Regions from separate parts of the Ovis aries genome. Here region 2 is linked to region 1. A link is a contact called in public Hi-C data. All regions are on one chromosome and are shown on one strand. The core of a region is the stretch at or near the end of the contact, and the rest is flanking DNA. Distances in the headings are between cores, read along the strand shown.

Evidence for each region. A called contact is a pair of places that touch in the nucleus more often than the background predicts.
Region 2: a Hi-C map of hypothalamus shows a contact between it and region 1, with 5 times the contacts expected there. The contact joins the enhancer-like site here to the promoter of PIGF in region 1. A contact is called at or near these places in 9 of 16 Hi-C or Micro-C datasets (blood, hypothalamus, liver and 4 more).

Annotation. Positions count from the first base shown.
Region 1 is chr3:77,723,053-77,728,848 of ARS-UI_Ramb_v3.0, reverse strand. It overlaps PIGF (phosphatidylinositol glycan anchor biosynthesis class F), which reads right to left and starts at 3,059. Exons shown (of 6, transcript NM_001280695.1): 1 at 3,012-3,059; 2 at 345-593. The coding sequence starts at 572. CRIPT (CXXC repeat containing interactor of PDZ3 domain) reads left to right here and starts at 3,285. Exons shown (of 5, transcript XM_004005974.6): 1 at 3,285-3,364; 2 at 5,605-5,670. The coding sequence starts at 3,349.
Region 2 is chr3:77,864,169-77,869,964 of ARS-UI_Ramb_v3.0, reverse strand. ATP6V1E2 (ATPase H+ transporting V1 subunit E2) reads right to left here. Exons shown (of 3, transcript XR_009599840.1): 3 at 110-271. Among named protein-coding and RNA genes, the nearest start is that of TMEM247, 10 kb to the right of the region's middle. Within about 2 kb of position 3,379, at least 1 of the 54 cell types and tissues checked has an H3K27ac peak or open chromatin away from gene starts, as enhancers often do. A contact at or near this core is called in hypothalamus, where this site is marked.

The sequences.
Region 1 (5,796 bases), core at 1,810-4,309:
TTGTGTCTTTCAGAAATGCAAAAGATGCACGAAAATAAACTGAAATGTCTTATAAGGTTTAAAGGTGCAATTGCTACATGTTTTTATCTTCATCATGTTTTATGATGACATAAAACATGACTATATAGGTTCACAATGTTATGATATCCAATGAACTCATGGCAAGAATCTATCAAACATTATGGACAATCTTTCAGCAAGCAATACACTACTGACTTGGGGGAAAATATCAGCTTCTTTATTCACTGTAAATAGACTAATAAGTGCTTGACTAATACTTTATTCTTCCAGTAAAAGAGAAATTACCTACATGTAAAAATCATTTATCAAGAAATAAGCCTTACCTTGTATGATAATGAACTTCTTTTAGAAGACACATTTGGTTTCACTACTAAATACAATACTAAATTGACGGCAGTTGCAGAAACAGAACAGATGTATAACCATGTCAAGTGTGTCTCCAATATTGAGAAGTTCTCCAAGAAGAATGATGGAATGAAGACGCTTAGGATAATTGAAAATATGCATAAAAGATGGGTATACAGTAGTTTCTTGATGTCAGTATCTTTCATGGTGTTTTCTTGAGTGGCTATCTAATGAAAAACAAATTAAGAAAAGAACATAGACAATAATGACTTTTTGCATTGTCCTAAATGCTTCGACATCTAAAAATAAGCCATGAACCAAAGTCAGTTTTCTATGGGTAAAAATGTCTAAGTGCTAGAGTACAATGGCATCCCACTCCAGCACTGCTGCCTGGAAAACCCCATGGACGGAGGAGCCTGGTGGGCCGCAGTCCATGGGGTCGCTACGAGTCAGACACGACTGAGTGACTTCACTTTCACTTTTCACTTTCATGCACTGGAGAAGGAAACAGCAATCCACTCCAATGTTCTTGCCTGGAGAATCCCAGGGACGGGGGAGCCTGGTGGGCTGCCGTCTATGGGGTCGCACAGAGTCGGGCACGACTGCAGCGACTCAGCGGCAGCAGCAGCAGCTAGAGAACAGGGAGATGCACACGTGGAAACATACATGTGGACTAACATGGTTCAGACTGTTCTCACAGCCTAAAAAAGGACACATTAACCAATTTCTTACATATTTGTGTTTAGTTTCTACAACATGGTCATGTGCTAGGACTATTTAAGCAATCCATTGTATTTTTCCTTTCCCAAAATCAGAGGTGAAAACAAAGGACATAGGTTAATAACTTGCCCTTTTGGAATTATAAGCTATGTATTCTAGGAACCCCATAATACACTTTGGGTGGACTGCTGGCATTTTTTACGATTATGGACCTTTGTCTAACATCACAGTAGTTCACATTTTCTAGCAAATGCCAAGTAACACCAGGTACACACTGGAATACTCAAATGGTGGCCAGTGTTATCAAGAGCCTTCAAAGAACATTATGCTAAACTAAGGAATCCCAGTGCTGCAAAAATACCAAAATGGCAATGTCCGTTACAGATGCCAGATTCCAACCAAAAGCAGGGTATGAATGAAAGGAAGAAAAATATTTACTTTCTTTCTATAAAACAGATATTTGATGTATGTACATATTTACAAATTACCTAACAGAGAGCTTATACATGGTATGGACTGATGTTAAGAAAGGAGTTAATTATTAAAGTAATAGTCCACAGGTTACACTGTGGTGAACAGTCCAGAAAAACATATATATACATACATATAGATATGGACAATGTGCTCATTCACACAGTCGTGTCCCATTCTTTGCGACCCCCACAGACTGTAGCCTGCCAGGCTCCTCTGTCCAAGGGATTGTTCCAGTCAGAATTGAACTCAGGTCTCCTGAGTTTCCTGCTTTGCAGGCACTGTGGAGGAGGAAATGGTAACCCACTCCAGTATTCTTGCCCATAAAATCCCATGGATAGAAGAGCATGGCGGGCTATAGTCCACAGGTTTGCAGAGAGTCAAACAGGACTGAGTGACTGAGCACTCTACCTACTGCTGAGCCACCAAGGAAGCCTATATATATAAACACACACACACATATATATGCATATGTATACATTTTATAGACACACACACAGGGCACCCACTAGGGCAAAAGGGCGAATCCACACCTTATCCCAACATTCTCATTAATTCACACTATACTTTTCAAAGGCAAATATTAATACTCTACTGATAAGGAAACAGGCTAAAAGAGATTAAGAAATACTCCGAGGTCTCAAGCTCTCAAGTGCTAAAGCCATTTCAAAACCTAGCCTCGCTGATATATACACGCCAAGGGGTCGAGAAGAGAATGAATGGCAAGAAAGGAAACGTTTCTCAAGGGTGCTATGCTCAGCTGAGGGCCGGGGAGGGAAATCTAGAATATATTCTCTCAGTAGACAACCCTTCAGATATTTTTCTGGGCCACCCTCAGAATCCCAACTGACCAAGCAGATCTGGACCTAAGACAGTGAGCAGTACCCAAACTCAGATGGCTGGCGGAATGAGTGAATGAACAAAGAGTTGGTCCAGTGCTGCCCTTCTGAGAAACCAGCCCTGTGTCAGGTCCTGGCCAGCCAAGGACGACTCTGGTCAGGTGCCGTCTCAGGTGGCCAGGAACCCAGCATCCGCAGTCAGACCTGACCCGGGCCCTCAAGCCTTGCAGAGGTAGAGAAGGCCCTTCTGAGCGACTCCTAGAGGAGCCTTGGCGGGACATTAACCTGCAGTTTCATCCCAAATTGTATCGCTCTGGACTCTGCCTAAGCCTGCCTCAACCGACCGGAGTGTGGGCAGCAAGGGACAAGCTGAGAAGCATAATCAAAGAATACAGACGTGGAGACCAACAGAAACGGAGGTACAGACACAGAAAGACGTATCTGAAAGAGGCCAGTCCATCAGGGAAACCCTTGGGTAACGCCGGAAGGGCGGCGCTCGAGGGGCAAGCAGGCGCCAATTGGCCGGGGACAGAGATTTCCGGCCAGATGGGCAGTTGGCGAAAGTGGCTTGCAGCCTCGGGAGGCTCGCATGCGGGGCCGTTCGGCTGGGCTTACCTATCTCTCCCGCCCGCCAAACGGAAGCGAGGGTTACTACCTCCCACCATCAGTTGCCACTCACTGCCCTGAGCCTCGCGCAGGCGCAGCCTGTGGGGCGGTGACCCAAGGCCTCACAGCCAATCGCAGAAGTGGAGGGGCGGACCAAGAAGACAGCCCCGCCTTCTCGCTCGCGTTCATTCCTCCCGCTGCTTTCCAGGTGCAGGATAGGCGGGGCGAAGGGCGGTGGGGCCGGAAGTGGGTTTTAGTAACCCGGAAGGGGAGTTCTTTCTTGGCTGTAGTGTTGATATCTTCCAGCTGCTGCTTGTTCTGCGGCTGAGGGTATCATCGCGAAAGGATGGTGTGCGAAAAATGTGAGTTAAGGAGACTTTTCTCCGGGAAAAAGAGGCTGGGAGACCCTAATTCGAACTCCCTGGGAACTTTGCCTTTCTCTGTTTTACTTTCGGCCACAGGCCTCCGATTCTTGTCTCTGTCCTTCTGTCTTGCTATTTGACCGTTCCGGCCCCTCCCCAATGACCTACAGTCCTGTATCTGTTGGATTCGGGGTGGTCTCAGTTTTGCCCCGTTTTGTCTATTTCGGTTGCTTCCGCTCGACCCCGGCTATCATCCTGTACTGCTTCTTGACAGGCTCCCTCGCTTCACAGACCCTCAGGGTTGGAATGGATCTTAAAAATCACTTCCACAACATCTGGAGTTGCTGGATTTAGCAAATAAAAGTACCCGACGCCCAGTTAAATTTGAATTTCAGGTAAACAACGAATAACTTTTAGTGTGAATATGTCCTATGCAGTATTTGAGACTTGGCCTTGTTTGCTTCTCCTTACTACTATTAAGTACTTTGTCCCAAAGCACGCACTTTTATGACATTTTTTACTGAAAAAGTATTCTTTGTTTATCTGAAATTTAAATCTCACTGGGTGTCCTGTGCTTTATCTAACAAGCCTAAATGAGGATCCCACCCAATGACTTAAGTGCTCTTTGCATGAATGCCTAGAGTACTGAGGCACGGGGCTAGGAGAATCTTACCATCTTCAAAGAAGTCCCTGTAGTTTTCACTGGCTTTTAGAGAAGTCTTTCCTCCTTATGGACTTCCCTGATGGCTCAGAATCTATAGAATCTGCCTGCAGTGCAGGTAGACCCGGGTTCCGTCCCGCGGTCCGGAAGATCACCTGGAGAAGGAATGGCAACCCACTCCGGTATTCTTCACTGGAGAATTCCATGAACAGAGCAGCCTGGCAGGTTACAGTCCGAGGTCGCAAAGAGTCAGACAGGACTGAGCGACTAACACTTTCCTCCTTATAGTTGCCATTTGGTGACTCTAATGCTAACCCTTGAGAGTTCTAGAAAATATGATTTTTTGACTTCACAAACTGGTTATAGGTTTAAAAAGAGCTGTCATATCCTCAAATACCTTTTTCCTACCGTTAGGTATGTCTGACTCTTCTGTAAAAAAGATTCAAGTTCTCATATCCTGATAATTAACATGATCCGTTTTGTTTCTGTCCCCACAGTGTATAAAACTTTGAACACAGACGCCCGTGAGTTTGAATCACAGTTTTTATATTAAGTGAAAGAATGACCATGGATGGTTTCTTTATTAAATTCTGAGTACAGAAAATAATTTGATGTTTTTATATTTGGAGCCTGGCATTCGGGAGGACCTCCCCCCCCCCACAATAAAGCCTCAGCTTACGTTTTAAACTTCATTTTTGCTAACCCTTATTTTCTTCGCTTCAGCCAAACCAAACTGTTTTGTATGCCTGGATGTACATAACCCTGAGTTTTCCATGCCTTTCCCCAGGATATGTCATTTTTCCAGGTTACCTTCATCCTCTTTTCTCCTCTTACCAATGCCATTGCCACTAACCCTCTCTATTGCCTTTCCCACAAAGGTTTCCTGGATTTCCCTGATCAACGTTATTTTTTTCTTCCATGGGATTTCTCCTAATACTACAATTCTGAATTGTTATACCTGTTATTTTCCAGCTTATATTTTAGTTGAATAGTTCTTAACTTTTGGGGGTGGTTCTCTCAGCCCTCTGAGAATGTGATGAAAACTATGGACTTAGTATAGTCTCCTTAAAAATGAATATACAAAAAGTTTGTGTACGGTTTTATCTTATTCCTATATCGTCTGTGGCCCACCTGTGAGAATCAGACTATGAACTACTGTTAGGGAAATCAGTGTGCTATAAACTCCTTAAAATCTAGACCTTTATCTAATTCATTTTACTTTTCTCTGTACTTTGTACAATGGCTTATACATCAGAGATGCTTAGTAAATATTTATGGATTGAATAGGTTTATCAGATTTGTTTATACATGTGCAGTTCAGTTCAGTTGCTCAGTCATGTCTGACTCTTTGCAGAGGAAGCCTATTATAAGCCATCCTGTTATCCACAAATTTGACTTGAGAGTCAGTTATCCATTGCCACAGTTATCTTAAGTCTCAGTTCAGTGGCCCTGACCCCAACATTAACAGGCTTGTACATATTATGACTGGTGATACCATTATGAACTTTAGGCACAATGTAGTGTATTTATTAGAGAGTAAACACTAATCCCCCTTGTTTTTACTATCTTTTTATAACAGGTGAAAAGAAACTTGGTACTGTTATCACTCCAGATACATGGAAAGATGGTGCAAGGAATACCACAGGTATTTTTCCTTTTAGAACATAGATATTGAATCAGATTCTTCCTGTGAATAATGTTTTCATTTTCACATTATTTGTAAGATGAAATATTGTTATATGTACAGCATACTTCATTTATTAAACATTAT
Region 2 (5,796 bases), core at 2,130-4,629, 140 kb before region 1:
AAGGTGGGGTCCCTTGAGTTTTGCAGGCAGTTCTAAGAGCAGGAAACACGGAGCACACAAGGCAGAGTGAGTGCAGAGCAAATAAATTTGCAGGCTAAACAGGTTCCTTCATGGCTAGACCTTTATTATGCTGATGTGAACTGGGAGTTTCTGGAAGGGGAGGGGGAGAAGGTTTGCAGTGCTTCCCAGATCCCATCTGATCCTGGGAACTTGCTCTTCACATGCATCCCTTAGTCTTGGCTTTCCAGGAAATGCTGCTCAAAGATGACACCTGAAAGCAAAAATTACATCAAAAACGCCTGTAAACCACAGGTGAGACACAGGTGCGAGGCAGTCCCTGTCAGAGTGAACCGTTTTTGATCCTGCCAGCAATGCAAGCGGCTGCTCACCAGCAGAGACGCCATAGCCATGGCCCACGTGTGGGTTTTTAGGGAGGCTCCCACTGTGCATGCTGGGATTTTAAGCTGATGGGGTTTTTGTCATCTTGTGGCACAGCGTGGAATTTTCAGGGGCCTTCCCCAAACTCCCAGCCATGTCTTCCATTATTCTGCTTCTGCACCTAAAATTCCACCATCGGCGTGTGGAGGCCTTGACATTAGTTCGAGTGCAGATATGTCTGGGAGATGCTTCTGAGCCTCCGTCAGCCACCACCACAAGGTGTGAGTCAGTAGATGTGACCCCTCTCAAGTGACAGGCGGCACCTTTGTTTTCTGGGCTGGGAAGTTACTCTGAGGCTCAGAGCAGGTATTCAAGCTGGAGGTGCGGGGGCCGGGGGGAGCTGACCTGAGCTGTCAGAGGGGAGCTAGGGCCCTGCTAGGGCCAGCAGAGAAGAAACACAATCTAAGCTCCTTCAGAATTTGCCAGGCCCACAGCTTACCTGCAACCCTGTAAAAATCTAAAAACTGGCATAGAATGATTACATCTCCTCACTCACAGCAAGAGGCCCCTAATCCTTTCCCACAGGTTTGACTCCCCTCTGGAGACTTCTGTCTATCCAGAGGCCTCTAGTCCCTGTGAGATGACATAGCATTTATAGGCACAGGTCACACTCAGGTCCAGGCCTGCTCTAACCTAGCCCCCAGCTCTGGAAACCCAGCCACCTGCTACCCCAGGTCCAAGACCTGAGTGCTTTGGTCCTGCCCCGTCACCTTATTTGGTCCTCTGCCCCGTCAGAAGTTGATTCGCTGCCACATTCACCCCTCCTGGTATCTTAATTTTCTGCCTGTCATTCCACTTTGGGGCCTGCAGCCCTGTGGCCCTTCACCCTCCCAAGGATTGGGGCTTGTACCCCAGGGCCCAGGACAAAGCCAGACGCTGCTATAACAGTTCTCCTATGCCTCCTCCTACTGGATGGCTCCCGACTCCTTCCTGCTAGAGGTCCCCATGAACAAAGACCCACCCCCTCAGTGGCTCCTTCCTTTGCTGGTCTCATTCCCACGGTTCTGTTTATAATCAGTTGATGAGTATTTCTGAGCATGACATGTTCCGCACACCTTACTCTCCCCCCTGGAACACAGACTCCACAGCCAGTTCTGGAGATCCGGGTTGCCATCAGGAGTTCTTTCGAGCTGGATTGCCTCCCAGGGGCCTTGTGGATTTAGCTTTTCTGGGGTGACCTGAGAATTCTGCAAATGACCAGGAGCAAGAACCTCCAGAAAAACTCCTAGGCTGAAAGCGGTCCCATAAGGACAAGCTGGACCACAAGCGGGCAATGTCGGCCAACGGTGCTTCACTGAATTAAGGTCGCCTTCCTCTTGTAGCTTTGAGGGAAGGATGGAACGTTCTTTACGGGAATAAGTTTATGTTAAGTTACATGAAATGAAAAAGGAGTGTCTGATGAAACATTCAAGGCTTTTGGGGGGACTACTTCAGCATTAGCATAGGGGAGACGTTCCATATCTCATTCAGGACATTCTAGAATACCAGCTCAGGGCAAGCGTAATAGCAGCTATACCATCTAGCTCCTAGCTCACCTGTGGTAATGTGGGGACAAGGATAACAGGCCTATAAGAAGCAGGGCAGGTTTCATGGTTCCAGTGCTTATGTGCAGAAACTGCATTCTCGGAGGGTTCCAATAACTTGCCAGGGTCTTGACTTAGTCAATGGCAGAGCTCGACCCAGGACCCCAGGACCTCAATCCCTGGGTCAGAACATTTTCCAGTGCTCCACTGGGCCCTTCCTGCCACCCCAGAGGAGTTATTCAGAAATTGGTTGAATTTTCAGCCTCAGGGCTGAAAGCCCCTGAGGCCCAAGCTGGAGGGTCTCCACACCCCATTTCCAGCTCTGAACAATCCTAGTCCAGAATTTCATCCTTATGCCAACTCTTCATCGGAGTAGGCCTCCCATCAGGAGCTTCCACCTCGTTAGAGCATAAGGGCACCTGTATTCAGGCTTCACCACTGGCTTACTGCTTCAGTAAGCCCAGTATGTAAAGCCGTTGGATTTATAGAAATTAGAGATTGGGAGGGAAGCAGCTTTGTGAAATGATACATATAATTCTTTTAGATAGCAAGGTTCCCACACCCATCACTGTACTTCCCAGGCGTTTAATTTATATCCACTTTTGTGGGGATTCATCTGCTGCTAATTTACTCATACCACAGTAGAGAGATCAAACAAGGAAAGTGGTCAGAAGTAAGGCCTCTGGTTCTGCTTGGAGGCTGTAAGGATGAAAAGGAGAAAATGTAGCTCCTTGACCCTCTGCCACTCTGGCCTACCTACCTCCCACTCACTAGCCAGAAGGGAGCTACAGCTTGATCAGGGCCATCGGCTACACTGACCCTTGACTGCCTCTGCTGTGAGACAGCATGTCCTGCCCTCATCCTGCTCTAGAGGGAAAATGAGACAAGCACCAGGTCACTTAACACAAGACAGCTAGAGATGCACAAAGGACAGTTTCACAGGTGGCAGTAGCTGGGATAGCCCTTGAAGTCTGGAGGGACTTTCCTAGGTAGAGATAAAGGGGAGAGGGGTTTGTAGGCTGAGAAAACTGCCAGCAAAAAGTCAGGAAGGCATGTGAGCTTGAGTGTGCCTAGAGAATGTCGAGAAGCATTGTCCCTCTCCAATCAGATCACATGCTCCACAAAGGTGAGAAGTGCATATGATGAGCCTCGGGATCCAGCACAGGGTCATGAACCTGGAAGGGGCTTGTGAAGTATCGTTCTGGGTGAACTTCTCAAAAGGCAGCACCGTCCCCTGGGGTACTGAGGCAGCTGTGTTGACAGCGAACTGAATTCCTAGCACCTACATGCTATGTCAGTTATCAATTTATTGCCTGTCAACTGTAAATCCACCCTTCATTGCCCAGCTCCTGATCCTGAAGCAAAGCCCTGTAAGCATCTCTCTTGCCAGCTCCTGATATTAAGCTTTGTCAGCAGAGGGCGCTAAAGAGACATTGTACTGTTCATGGGGTTCTCAAGGCAAGAAAACTGAAGTGGTTGGCCATTCCCTTCTCCAGTGGACCACATTTTGCCAGAACTCTCCACCATGACCTGTCCGTCTTGGGTGGCCCTACACGGCATGGCTCAGTTTCCTTGAGTTAGGCAAGGCTGTAGTCCATGTGATCAGATTGGCTTGTTTTCTGTGATTGTGGTTTTCAGTCTGTCTGCCCTCTGATGGAGAAGGATAAGAGGCTTACGGAAGCTTCCTGATGGGAGAGACTGACAGATGGATTATATTCTTTCCAGCCAAAGATGGAGAAGCTGTATACAGTCAGCAAAAACAAGACCAGGAGCTGACTGTGGCTTAGATCATGAACTAAGTGAAGTCGCTCAGTCGTGTCCAACTCTTAGCGACCCCATGGACTGTAGCCTACCATGCTCCTCTGTCCATGGGATTTTCCAGGCAAGAATACTGGAGTGGGCTGCCATTTCCTTCACCATAGGACCTTCTCAACCCAGGGATCGAACCTGGGTCTCCCGCATTGTAGGCAGACGCTTTTACCATCTGAGCCACCAGGGAAGTCCCTATATCAAATCCCTTACAATTATACAGTGGAAGTGAGAGATCGATTTAAGGGACTAGGTCTGATAGACAGAGTGCCTGATGAACTATGGATGGAGATTCATGACACTGTACAGGAGACAGGGATCAAGACAATCTCCAAGAAAAAGAAATGCAAAAAAGCAAAATGGCTGCATGAGGAAGCCTTACAAATAGCTGTGAATAGAAGAGAAGCAAAAAGCAAAGGAGAAAAGGAAAGATATACCCATATGAATGCAGAGTTCCAAAGAATAGCAAGGAGAGATAAGAAAGCCTCCCTCAGTAATCAGTGCAAAAAAATAGAGGAAAACAATGGGATGGGAAAGTTGAGAGATCTTTTCAAGAAAATTAGAGATACCCAGGGGACATTTCATGCAAAGATGGGCACAATAAAGGACAGATGGTACGGACCTAACAGAAGCAGAAGATATTAAGAAGAGGTGGCAAGAATACACAGAACTGTACAAAAAAGATCTTCACGACCCAGATAATCACCATGGTGTGATTACTCACCTAGAGCCAGACATCCTGGAATGTGAAGTCAAGTGGGCCTTAGGAAGCATCACTACAAACAAAGCTAGTGGAGGTGATGGAATTCCAGTTGAGCTATTTCAAATCCTGAAAGATGATGCTGTGAAAGTGCTGCACTCAATATGCCAGCAAATTTGGAAAACTCAGGAGTATTCACAGGACTGGAAAAGTCACTTTTCATTCCAGTCCCTAAGAAAAGCAATGCCAAAGAATGCTCAAACTACCACACAATTGCACTCATCTCACACGCTAGTAAAGTAATGCTCAAAATTCTCCAAACCAGGCTTCAGCAGTACGTGAACCGTAAACTTCCAGGTGTTCAAGCTGATTTTAGAACAGGCAGAGGAACCAGAGATCGAATTGCCAACATCTGCTGGATCATCGAAAAAGCAAGAGAGTTCCAGAAAAAAAAAATCTATTTCTGCTTTATTGACTATGCCAAAGCCTTTGATTGTGTGGATCGCAATAAACTGGAAAATTCTGAAGGAGATGGGAATACCAGATCACCTAACCTGCCTCTTGAGAAACCTGTATGCAGGTCAGGAAGCAACAGTTAGAACTGGACATGGAACAACAGACTTGCTCCAAATAGGAAAAGGAGTACATCAAGGCTGTATCTTGAAACCCTGCTTATTTAACTTATCTGCAGAGTACATCACGAGAAACGCTGGGCTGGATGAAGCACAAGCTGGAATCAAGATTGCTGGGAGAAATATCAATAACCTCAGATATGCAGATGATACCACCCTTATGGCAGAAAGTGAAGAACTAAAGAGCTTCTTGATGAAAGTGAAAGAGGAGAGTGAAAAAGTTGGCTTAAAGCTCAACATTCAGAAAACTAAGATCATGGCATCTGGCCCCATCACTTCATGGCAAATAGATGGAGAAACAGTGGAAACAGTGACAGACTTTATTTGGGGGGGGGGGGCTCCAAAATCACTGCAGATGATGATTGCAGCCATGAAATTAAAAGACACTTGTGCCTTGAAGGAAAGTTATGATCAACCGAGACAGCATATTAAAAAGCAGAGACATTACTTTGCTAACAAAGGTCCATCTAGTCAAGGCTATGGTTTTTCCACTGGTCATGTATGGATGTGAGAGTTGGACTGTGAAGAAAGCTGAGTGCCAAAGAATTGATGCTTTTGGAGAAGACTCTAGAGAGTCCCTTGGACTGCAAGGAGATCCAACCAGTCCATTCTGAAGGAGATCAGCCCTGGGATTTCTTTGGAGGGAATGATGCTGAAGCTGAAACTCCAGTACTTTGGCCACCTCATGGGAAGA